2 separate regions of the Arachis hypogaea genome follow, and region 1 is linked to region 2. The links are chromatin contacts, called in public Hi-C maps. All regions are on one chromosome and are shown on one strand. Each heading gives the region's core, a stretch centred on a gene start, on an enhancer-like site or on the middle of the called end of the contact. The rest is flanking DNA. Distances are from core to core; before and after follow the strand shown.

The links. A called contact is a pair of places that touch in the nucleus more often than the background predicts.
Region 1: a Hi-C map of leaf shows a contact between it and region 2, with 2.1 times the contacts expected there. The contact joins the promoter of LOC112720825 here to the promoter of LOC112720823 in region 2. A contact is called at or near these places in 3 of 8 Hi-C or Micro-C datasets (leaf and an unstated tissue).

Annotation. Positions count from the first base shown.
Region 1 is chr11:48,536,284-48,543,226 of arahy.Tifrunner.gnm2.J5K5, forward strand. It overlaps LOC112720825 (L-lactate dehydrogenase A), which reads left to right and starts at 2,685. Exons shown (of 2, transcript XM_025771921.3): 1 at 2,685-3,507; 2 at 4,442-5,063. The coding sequence starts at 2,899. The coding sequence ends at 4,882.
Region 2 is chr11:48,331,305-48,337,401 of arahy.Tifrunner.gnm2.J5K5, forward strand. It overlaps LOC112720823 (ADP-ribosylation factor-like protein 2), which reads left to right and starts at 2,167. Exons shown (of 7, transcript XM_025771916.3): 1 at 2,167-2,340; 2 at 3,011-3,064; 3 at 3,171-3,495; 4 at 3,616-3,726; 5 at 4,630-4,792; 6 at 4,965-5,045; 7 at 5,690-6,087. The coding sequence starts at 3,431. The coding sequence ends at 5,827. It overlaps LOC112720822, which reads right to left and starts at 1,850. Exons shown (of 5, transcript XM_025771915.2): 1 at 1,538-1,850; 2 at 1,362-1,439; 3 at 1,168-1,252; 4 at 661-749. The coding sequence starts at 1,819.

The sequences.
Region 1 (6,943 bases), core at 1,435-3,934, 210 kb after region 2:
TGTAACCAAAGTGTTTCTCCACACCTCCTTGCAGAACCCTGATGCTGATTGTTGGATCGGCTTTGACCATCGTGAAAATGTGTTGTGCAATCACCTTCGAATCCAACCTATGATGGTCTTACCGCATCGATGTTTGCATGCAAGTATGATGACCAGTGTATCTTCTAACCTCCCACTTTTCTTGCTTTCGGCGATATGATGAGTATGCTCAAATTACAACCGGGCACGAACTTGATACATTGTACATTATACCTCAACTGGTTACTCTATACTATTTTGTACTCTGCAGCCCTCCTGGTGTTGTACTACTTAACTGCTAACATGACTTCTTCCTTGTTCTTAAATTGTTGTCCAACCTCGAACTCGTTGCTTGAATCCTCTTCGGGGCCTCCCTGGGTAAACGACCAATCGAAAGTCATTGCATCGAGATTCAACCTCGTGAAATGATCCAGCCGGTCATATGGTCGAGAAATGGCAGGTTGTGTTAGAGCGATTTGTGTGTCATCATTGCAGTTCATCTCTTCTTCCTCGTCACCGTTGTTAGGAATTTCGGGTGGTTCTTCATCAAAATCGTCTCCGTCATCGGGGCTAACTTCATACTGACACATTATCGGATCCCTGATAGCAGAACCCTCGTGACTTTCAACACCGTCATCCATTAAGTCAATATTACGAACTTTAACATTAGACCTCTCTTGATTACCTTCAGGTGGCATATTTAGGTCCACCATTGTCTTTCTGATAGTTCGCCTAACAACTCCACTCAACGGACTATCATCGACAGTATCTGCAGATGATACTCAGCCATCCAACTCAACAAGGAATATGAACAATTCCAGCAGATGAACATTTGTCCATCGGTTGTGCCACGACCTTATAAGTCGTACGTCCTCGTCGTCACGTAAACGATACCTAATTCAAAACAACAGAAATATTTCTCACCATGGTCTAATACATATACTAGCAACAGAGACAAGACAACTGTAATATACCTTTTATAAAACAAACTGCCATCTACTTCTGTCGGATATCTGTAGTAAATTTTCTTCACCTTTTTTGCCTATTGCTATCCGACGGAATGCAATATCAAATTTTTCAATGCTGTTAAACTGTTGACTTCCAGTGTCATATAAGTAATTATCAGTTATCCCGATTTAAAAACGATAGAACCTTCTTCATCATACACTATTTCACTATCGTAATGAATAGATAACAACGAATTTTTTGACATTATAGAGAAAAAATGTTAACAATGATAATGAAAGTCGACAATAAAATTGTGGTTCTCTACTCTGCTGCATGCTTTTATTTTAGACATCTAACCTAGAGTTCGTCGGAAGAGGTGGCGAATTCTATATAAATCGTAGAGTTCGCTGGAGGTGTAGCGAACTCCCTAATTTATATAAAGTTCGTCGGGAGTGTGACGAATTTGTCTTAATTACAAAAAAAAAAAAAATTGTCATCCAAAAAGTAAAACTCAAAAATTTTGTTTGGAGAATTAAATAATTTTTTATTTTATTTAAGAAAAAAAAAATCCTAAAAAACGCGTCATTTAGACGGTTTCATTTTCAAATCCAATGGTCAAATCAAACTTATTTTTAAACCTTAATTTTCTATTTCTATTTATTATGTTTTTTTTTTTTCTAAATCAAACCAATTTGAAGGTTCAAATAAGGAATGTTGGCTACAGTTTGGTGTTTCCCTTCTAGAGAAGAGAACTAGAAGGTTGACCGTTGAAAATCCCAAGTGTCTCCACTGAAAAGTTTTGTACCATTCTTTCCTTTTTCTCCTTCCATCCACAGAAATGCATTGACTTTCAAATATCCATAAGACCATAACGCCAAATTCTGAATTTTACTTGCTGCAATTATAACATTAATGAAACCTTTGATAATATTTAAAAATATAGTTAAAGTAAAATTATATTTTCTATTATAAAAATAAATATTATTTCTCATAATTTAATTTTCATTATTGTTAATATGAAAAGTTTTTATACATACTATAAAAATTAAATTAAATGAATTAAATCTTAAAATAATTTTTATATTGGTTATATGCTATACAAAATTGAAAGATAAAGTATTTTTTGAATTCATTTCTAAAAGATATTCTTAATCAAATTAATTTATCAAAGATTTAAATTTAATCATATTTATCTTCTAGCCATTCTATAAATAATTTCTTTTAAAAAATGATGTTGTAAAGTATTAATCAATAACATATATAATATCTGACATATTTAATTTGATATTGACCAAATATATTTATAAAAATTTATTAATTTAGTCTTTTTTCTAATTACGAAAATTCTATTTTCAATATATATTGACTAAATTGATAGATTTTATAAACATATTTGGTCAGCGTTCAATTAAATATATTATGTATCATGTATACTATTAATTAACATTTTACATCATCAATTATTGACATAGATTATAAATAAAATAACTAAAAAATAAATATGATTAATTCATAATTTTTAAAAGATCAATTTAATTAATAAAATCTTTTAGAAATAAATTTAGAAAATATCTCATTTTACAAAGATTAATTTAATTATCAACATCAAAATAATTTTCTAGAATTTAAGAGCACTAATTATATTTTTTAAATTAATAAAAATATATGATGTTAATCTCTTAATTTTTTTTATTAAATGACTCATCACATTATTAAAAATTAATATAATACGTTTTTCATTTTTATCAATTTCAATAATATAATTAATACAATTAGAATCTCAACCTATTTTAAATTTAATACATACCACCATATTAGTACCACTATAAGGCATGACTCTTATTTTACAGTATAAAAACTTCCGTAGTCCCCTCTCCTTCTACAATAAACCCCAAACCACGACAATTCACTACCACAACAAGACACAACACAATGCATAAGAGTCCCTCAGGTTCCACACTGGGCCCAGGTGGGCTCGACCTAACCCAGGCCTTCTTCAGGCCCATAACAAACGCCGCACCACCCTCGCCAACCAAGCGCCAAACCAAGATCTCAGTCATCGGCGTCGGCAACGTCGGGATGGCCATTGCTCAGACCATCCTCACTCAAGATCTCACCGACGAGCTCGTCCTCATCGACAACAAGGCCGACAAGCTCCGCGGCGAGATGCTCGACCTCCAGCACGCCGCCGCCTTCCTTCCCCGCACAAAGATCTACGCCTCCGTGGACTACGCCGTCACCGCCGGCTCCGACCTCTGCATAATCACCGCAGGTGCACGCCAGAACGCTGGCGAGTCAAGGCTGAACCTGCTCCAGAGGAACCTCGCGCTGTTCAAGAGCATTGTGCCACCGCTTGCGCGGTACTCACCGCAGACGGTGCTGCTCATCGTTTCGAACCCCGTGGACGTTCTGACTTACTTGGCGTGGAAGCTCTCCGGTTTTCCATCGAACCGGGTTATCGGGTCGGGTACGAACTTGGACTCCTCAAGGTTCAGGTTCCTCATCGCGGATCATCTCGACGTCAACGCTCAGGACGTGCAGGTCACTCTCATTTTCCTTTTTGTATTTTTAAATTTTTTATTAATTATTGTATGTCTACATTACTGTATCCCGCAAATCTTGGGATACGTATGTCTCTTATTTCTCTTCTTGTTTTGGATCTGTTGCCGACTACTGCTTCATTTAGTGTTAAAAAACTAAAAATAGGAAAAAAAAAAAACATGTAGATAATTAAATGAATGTTCTTGGCGAGTTAGATAACTGCTAATACTTGAAAGACAACAATTTAAATTTATTTTATTTAATTTAATATTTATATTTTTATGTATATAATAGTTATAATTATAAATTTATTATATTTTTTTTTTGGTGATTTCATTTATTATATTTAATATTATTCAATTATTTCAATGATAATTAAAAAATATAAAATAAAATAAAATAATAATTAAAAAATTCAAAATAAAGTAACTTTAAACTGATTTTGTATTATCTTTTGAATATTTTTGTTAAAATGTTTTACTGCCGTAACAGACACATACTTTATATAGATTTATCTAACTATGCCCATTAAGGTATCAACGCATAGAATTTGTATTGAAAGATTAAAAATTTTAAATTTTCAAAACATTTCAGTAGAAAATATTTCACTCAATTTCTTTCTATTTTAAAAAAATTACAAATTAAAACTGTTAATTTGGTTCAAATTAAGAATGGCATTTGAAGTCTTCTTTAAAAAGGTCACTCAACATTTTAGTAATGATACTCAAAGTTTGGCTTGATGTATCTGATCAACTGATCATTCACGGAATCTTTAGTTTAATTTCAAGCCAAGTTGTTAGATATGTTTAACATACATAGAAATGCTTGTTATATACAGTTTACAAAATGAAATTGTAATATGATTTTGTAGATACTAATTTGAATAACTGAATACTAGAGAATGTAAAGTTTGTATACGGTTATTGCATTTCAGGCTTACATAGTGGGGGAACATGGGGATAGCTCGGTGGCTCTGTGGTCTAGCATCAGCATTGGTGGTGTTCCAGTTCTGAGCTTTTTGGAGAAACAGCAGATAGCATACGAGAAGGAAACATTAGAGAACATACACAAAGCAGTGATAGACAGCGCCTATGAAGTTATCAGCCTCAAAGGCTACACTTCTTGGGCCATTGGCTACTCTGTTGCTAGCTTGGCGCGCTCTATTCTCCGGGACCAAAGGAAGATCCACCCTGTCTCTGTTTTGGCAAAAGGCTTCTACGGCATTAGCAACGAAGTGTTCCTCAGCTTGCCAGCACAGCTTGGTCGCGGAGGAGTGTTGGGTGTGACCAATGTGCACTTGAATGAAGAGGAGTTACAAAGGCTCAGGGACTCTGCCAAGACCATACTTGAGGTGCAGACTCAGTTAGATCTTTAAATTTGTGTTCATCCTTCTAGAAAGATCTCTCCTCCTTGAATGCCCTGTGGTTTATTAGTTAACTTATTTTGTACTTTAACTTTGTTTTATTTTGATTTGCAGATTAGCCTAAGTTGTTACATGTTAATTTTGACCCTTGTGGTCCGGCGTTTATGTTAATTGATACATGTTATTTCGGTCCTTTTTGTTGTTACATTTTAAGTCTAGCATGGTAGATCTAGTGATATGTATTTTGTTATATATTTAGCCAGTCAATTAAATTTTCAATTGTTGTAATTCACTACCTGAAAAAAAAAAAGAGATTTAGTCACAAAAAATTACTCACAAGTAATACATTAAAGTAGCAAAGTTATACGTCATCCTTGAAATTTGCTATGAACATTCATCCCTATAGTTAGGTTTTATCAATTTGTCACAAATAGCACTAACACTGACCTCCTAAACTACATAGCCATTTCTTCTCCATTTATATCAACATTTCCTCTGCCCCTATTTTCTATTTCTTTTCTCTCCTCCTTCCGGCCCCTATTTTCTATTTCTTTTTTCTCCCTTCCGTGGGCTTGCACAGTGACGGACCCAAAAAATTTTACAGTGTTAGTGAAAGCAAAAATATAATAAAATTTAAGTATCAATATATATTTTTTTAGCTTTCCAAAAAAAAGTTACGCCGAACTAAAATATATCGTCGTTTGCAATTTCTCTCTCAACTTAATATCTTTTTATATTCATAGTTATTTGCATTTTAATAATAAGTGGTGTGAAAAGTAAATCCTCATTATAAGTACTTGAGAATTGACTTAAGTTCTTAGAAAAATACTAATACAAATCCATTTATGCATTTTACTTCAAATTCATTTAAATTCTGCAAAAAATTATTATTGTTCTTTGATACTCAATTCAGCTCCTCTTGAGTATCGTGTACTAAGTAACTAATAATAAAATAGTAATAGTTCATTCAATTCATAGGTAAATTTGTCAGTGGTGTTCATAACTTATGCTGAATTTTCATTTCTAATCTTTCAACACTTTTAACGTCATGAAGCTTTTGAAAAATCATTCTTGTTTTGTAAGATTAGTCATGAATGAATAATGGAATATTCCTTCCTTAACTTTAATTTCTCTTCGTATGTTTTGTGAATTCCTAGATTAAAATCACAACAAAAAAGATCCAACAAACTAATATATCTACATAATTTTTTTAACAAGTCTAAAGTAAATCTATGTCTTCCAGATAAAAGTTCTTGTATTTGACTCCAACTTAAAGCTTAGTTGGAGATCCAAACGTTTTATAGGTCCATGACGATGTAGATGATGATCCGAACCAACAAGGGAGAATACATACAATAATTTTTTTGTTGATAATGAGAATTAGGAACATACCACTTTAAAAACATCAACAAGACCTGCATCTTCATCATCATCTTGATCATTATTATTAAAACTAAGCTGAGTTTCAGAATTATTATTATCAAAGGAAGAAGGATTATAGAACGAATTATCAATATTGTAACCTGCTTGCTGTAAAAGGTAGTGGTTGATGGTGGTATCATTTGTTTTTTGAGGTTGCAACTTCTTTTTCTTTGTTCTCTCTTTCTTTCTTGTGTGCATTTTGGTGTCCCCTTATGCTTGAGTTTGTGAATTTCTTGTAATAATATTGGCACTCTAATATTTTTTTATTACTATTATTCTCATCATGATCTCCCTCTTAAAAATAATGTTGAGCTTTTCTCAACCGATGAGGATGAAACTGAATTTGAAGAATTCATATTATATCAAATTATCTCTTCTTTAAAAATCTAAGATCTAAAAACAACAAGATTAACATAAATGATTGATTTATAACATTTGCATCTTGCAGTATCTTGAATAATTATGCTTATGCTAATAATTATTTATCCAATATTTTGAATTTTTGCCAACACAATGATATATTCATGTGATATAAGAAAGTATTTACTTCATCATCAATGTTTGCTTAATTATATTTTTTAATCATAATGAATTTCTTACTATTTAGGTGATACAAGATGAAAATTCTATCTTAGCATGGTGATACATCAT
Region 2 (6,097 bases), core at 917-3,416:
AGTAAAAGAGGCTGTGACCTATTGTTGCAACAGATAATTAGAAAAAGGGTTATACGCCTTATTGCTAATCCAAGGCATCAAAAAGACACAACAACCAAAATGAGAGAAAAAGAGAGAGAGGGGGGGGGGGGGGGGGGGACTTCGTAAATGCCACATGTAATCAGCTAGATCACATCATCAGCTTGAACAAGGAATGGGGATTAAGTACTAATCTGTATAAACAAAGTTAAATAAAAGAAAATTAAAAATAAAAAAGATGGAATAATTATTCCATCCACTGTTCATATTCTGTTGCTAAGCAATCCTTGTCTACACCAATTATTAATCCAAGTGCAAGGCAAATCAACTTAATCACAAAAGTGATGAGCCATAAATGAGAAATGTTAGGGAACAAAAACATTTTATCAATATTAGCCAACACACTGGGCCAATACTTTACCTTTATACTATTAGCATTTAGGATCTAGGGTTTAGAATTTAATGCTTAGTATTTAGAGCTGGCCAAGTGTTAGCAAAAAATGATAAACTTTGTTGGTCATATAGCCCTACTTGTCTTAAATAGCTTGTTTAAGAAGTTATATTCTTGTTAACTACTTGCAGATATTTTGTTGTCAGCACATATCATAAGATTCCTATATTAATCCACAGGACAAGTCTTACCGGAATGTCAGTTTTCATGCCAATACAAGTCACTGCATTGTGCCCATATCCAGTTAAGTCTGTTGATGTCTGCTCAGGAGCCAGCCTCACTGCATACAATAAATAAAACTTCCAAATTTCAAAATATAGAAAGGACTGGAAAATAAACAAGTATGGTATAATACTATAATGTTAAACAACTTGCAACTGATATAACTAACACACTGGTTTTTTCCTTCCAATGCCACCGCATTCTACAAATTTCATTCAAACATTCTTGTGCTAATCTCAAGATAACCAAACAATCAGCGGAAAAGGTGAGGCACTTTCAAGTGCACTGGCATCCCGCATTAATGTGGGTTTGGAGAAGGGCCGAATCCAAAAGAAATAATGTAGGCAGCCTAATAGATAATTACCTGTTTTCCCAGCTTAAACATGTGACATCTCAACCGTTGTACTAAGGCTCCCCTTCACAGACACTACGCACATAAATAGAATGATGTAAAATGCAAAAACAAAATAACTTACTGTTGAATTTCTTCTTCGCTATGCTTCCATTGTTGAGCGAATACAGAAAATTCTTGACAGCCTCGGCATTGAACCGCGCTGTGTACTGCAAAACAAAACAAAACAAAGCAATACACAGACGCATAATTAAAGACAAATTAACACCTAACAGCAACGAGTTCATTCCCAAAATTTAACAAATAATTACAGGCCACCTGAACCACAACAACATAATACTTGGAGTTTTTGCGATCGCTACAATCAACGACATTAGCGGGCGCTTGCGTGTTAACCTGACCAGTGAGCACGATAACAAGATTTCACGATTTCAGCTAATGAATTAAATTATAAAATGATTTTATAGTTTGAAGAGAATGAGGATAGTGAATACCAAAACGATGCTTTTGCAGAGATGTTGGATGGAGTGAGCAGCGAGGGCATCGCGTCGAGCTTCAAGAGACCAGTCGTAGTAATCAGGTGGGACCCTCTTGAAGGAAAAGTCGTTAACGGCGTTAGAGCGCAAAATGGAGGAAAGACGAGTAACGGTGTCAGCTTCGTCAACGATGGGAGAATCAGTTGATGGAGTGGAGTGGTTTTGGTTTTGTTTTTCTAACTCCGATATGCGTTTCAGGAGCTGGGTTTGAACTCGTTCCAGCTCCGCCAGGGCTTCCATTCTTGTTCTTGTGGTAGTTTGCTACAGAGCCACCTAGCTAGAGGGATTAGGTGTTAGAAAAACTAAATTAATTAACTAGAATAAAAGTATTTCTACAAATTACAAGAGTTTTGAAAAAAAATTCTACTATAGAATTTCATCCTTTTATAAAAAAAAAATTAATTAAATTCTTTTACACAAAAAAAAGAAAACCCAACTCCCCAACGCGTCACCCCTTCCCCCAACACCCCCTCATTCGTGAATGAATCAGAAGCAAAGTTCAAAAAATCCCCAAACCAAAACCCTAGCTTCAACGGTTCTGCCGCCGTCCGGGGTTGTCGTCGCGCTCAGGAACTTCCTTCTTCGCCTGGTTGTCGTGCTCCAAGTCTCCAATCCCTCTCCTTATTCACCAGTCGCCAGCGTTCTCGTCCAGGGGTCCTGTTCGGCCGCTCTTCGTCCGTCGTCGCGGTCATCGCCAGGTCGCCGTCGTTCGTCGCGTTCAACTGCTCTTCCTCATACTCTACTCACTGCCCTCACCGAAGGTAATGGTTGCTCTGCTCAGTGCTCAGCCTCGTTCTTGGTTGATTAGCTTTTGCTCTGTCCCTGCTTGATGATGATTGATGACTCTGTGTGCTCATTGTTCATTACTTCTTGCTTAAATTGAAAATCTTGTTAATCCTGTTAATTAAATTGAGGATTGATGACTCTATCACTGCTCATTGCTCATCCATTTAGAGATTTTCATTTTTATCTATTTCTTTTTCATGAGAAGAATTTTATTAAGATAAAGAGAAAAGAAAATGGAGAAAGAGATGATAGAGACCCACTTTACAAAAAATCAAGAAAGAAATCATATTGGTCATATGATCTACACAATCCATGCATTTTCATGTGTTCAGAATATCTAGGCTGTGAATTTATCTTGTTACCAGGCCCAACATAGAGCTAACAGAAAACTATTAATAAACTATGAATTCCTTGTCAAATGGTTGATATTTTTTGGGTTTGTGACTGATAGGAAATACTGGAAAGCTTAGGACTAAAAATGGGTAAGTTGCATTTTTTGATCCATTTTTTCCCTTGGAACTCAATTTTGGTTCCCAACTGTATCAATTGCACAACCTATTTGAGATGATATATTGGTGAAACAACAAAATGTGTTTTTATTTTTTGGTTTTTATTTGGTAACAATTGTAATGGGAACTTTTATAGGTACTTTCTCATGTTTTTAGATTGGGAGATTGCAGACTCGACACTGTAGTTTTGGTAATGCCATTTTCAGCAAGCTTTCAATTTGTTTACGTAATATCCTTGATATTCTTTCACCACCCCAGAACCCTTCACCATAACATATTAGCTCTTTCACTTGCAGTTTTCCTCATCTCGCTTCGGGTGCCCCAGCCGGCCACCACAAGTTCCTGGAAAACATCCCCGTCATCCTCCGCCTGCAGCGTTGCTAGTTACCCGAGAACCTCCACCTCGGCCTCATTGTCGTCTCCAGGTTCCTGCGCTACGGCTACCATCCCTTTTCCTCATCGGCGGAGCCGCCGGCCGCGTCGGTGACACATTCACCTAACCTCTCCGGCCTTCGTTTCGGCCCCACCACCAGCATTTCGAGCTTTTCTCTTCTCGATGGGTCTTCTCAGCATCATTCGTAAGATCAAAAGAAAAGAGAAGGAAATGCGAATTCTTATGGTGTGAGTTTCTTTCCACTTCCGATCTCTCTCTCAAAACCCTCTCTCGTTTTTGTTATCTACTTTCTTGAATTATTTTTTCCTAATTACCTTCTTGCCCTTTGTTTGCTACATACTATACAGGGGATTGGACAATTCTGGGAAGACAACAATCGTTTTGAAGATTAACGGGGAGGATACTAGCGTCATTAGTCCTACTCTTGGCTTCAACATCAAAACCATCACCTACCAAAAGTGAGGAATCTTCTTCTCATTTCACTTCACAAAACATCACAGTCCCTACTATTGTTAGCTATCTTGTACTATTTTTCTTAGGAGAGAAAAATATGAGGATGAGTTTATATTACTATAGTCACTATTTAGGGGTAGATATGGGTTGTGACCCCTTGGTAGCATTACTCTTTTGTTTAAAGGGAAAGACTTTGATTTTTTTTTTTTTTTTTTTTTGAAATTTGTCACTGATGAGTGAAATATCTCAGCTAAAACTGCAATTGGGAAATGTAGTTAGTTTGATAGTGGTGAAACTAAAATCTCATGTACGGTTCTGGAATAGTGATGACATTTCCAAACAACCATCAAAGTTTGATGGTATGATCAAAACATACTTAGATGATATTAATCTTTTCTAGATTTGAGTGCTGCTGTGTTTAAAGGATATGTCACTCCAACATTCCCATTTCCTTCCTTCTCATGGTCATACACAGAATAAAGAGGTGATTGTCAAACTTAATGATTAGACATTCTGGTTGACATACATGGATCACACTTAAAAAAGTAGGTGTGAGTTTCAATCATGAAAGTACTGATTGTGAACACAGTTGCATAACTAAAACTTATATTTACTTGAACTGCGATTTAGCGTTATGAGTTATGACTTAGTTGATGGCAGTCCTGTTTCCATATTTGTTATTGAGATCCCAAAATTTTGTTGAATCCATTTCTAGCTCGGGTGTTGGCTGAGATTTATTCTAAGTGCGTGAAAGATTTCCTTTTAGAATTTATTTGGGAGTATTTTCTTGTAATTTTCACTTTTTCGATACACAACATGCTCGTTCTTTTTGTTTTTGGCCTTTGTTTGCTTCATATCGTACAATAATTAACTAAATGCTAAGGCGTGTAAACACATTGAAATGGCAGGTACACCCTAAATATATGGGATGTCGGGGGACAGAAAACAATACGATCTTATTGGAGAAACTACTTCGAGCAAACGGATGGTTTGGTTTGGGTAGTTGACAGTTCAGATCTAAGAAGGTTGGATGATTGCAAAATGGAGCTCGATAACCTCCTAAAGGAAGAGGTCTGTTTTCTGTTCAATCCAAGTGGTATCTATTGTACTTAACCAAAGCGGTATCTCTTTTCTTATTGTTACTAACTTAGGTGCTCAATTCATAACTGTTTCTCCCTTAACTTCCTATATTTCTCAATTATTACTAATGTTCTTAATACCTTTTTTTTTTCCCTTGTGATAGAGGCTATCTGGAGCATCCTTATTGATACTAGCAAATAAACAGGACATTAAAGGTGCCCTTATGCCTGAAGAGATAGCCAAGGTAAACTTAATTTTGTCATCTCTAAGCAATCACTACATCAGTTCCTTAACTTTTTTATAGCCTCCCTCACCAAATTTATATAGTTTAACTTGTATTTATTCTCTCAAATGCTCTCTTTTGTAGTTAAATTTCTATGCCCAAACATTGTCTGCACTGAAATCTGTCTGAGAACTAATTTCAAATCATCTTTAACCTTTCCATGCATTGAATTTTGTCTTGGTTTGCATTTGGGGTAATGTGGTTGGGTGGTTAGTTAGGGGAAGTTAGTGACTATAAATAAAGAGAAGTGGGGATCAGGGTATTTGGCATTTGTCTTGGAAAGTGAAGACAAACTAACTGTTCCTCAAATCAGTGTAACCTTTTTTCTAGATTTCTTAACACAGCATATATGCGAATAACGAGTTGAACTCCTAAGCATGTCTAAAACACTATTCTATTATAGGTAGTATCATGCAAAATGCGAAAACAAAACTGATTTTGATATGATTACTATCAAATGAATTGTCACTTCAATTGTAAGCATCAATCATAATCATGAAAAGCTCACCGTTAAGTCTCTCATACCATATTCTTATAAATCAAGCTAGTTATCCCTGGTTTAATATATTATTGTTTGGTTTTTAATATTGTCCTTTACGGCTCAGGTGCTTAACTTGGAAGCCATGGACAAATCTCGTCATTGGAAGATAGTTGGCTGTAGTGCATACACTGGCGAGGGTCTGCTTGAGGGTTTTGATTGGTTAGTCCAGGACATAGCCTCCAGAATCTACATGCTTGATTAATAATTCAGGAAATGGTTCAACCTTTCCTGAGCATCCTTGAACCTAGTATGCTGTCTTTGGAATAAACTGTCCATTGCATCACTGAGACTTTCCAAGTTTTTATATTTTCAAAATTTTTTTTTTTTCATTTTTATTACCTTGTCGTTGCTTTTCTGGCACTGTAAGATTTTGAAGAAATGTCAGAATACTGTAGGAAGGTGTATAAAACTGAAGTGGAATGATTATGATTTATGAGTGCATGTCCGATAGCTTCATTCAAATGTGAAAGAT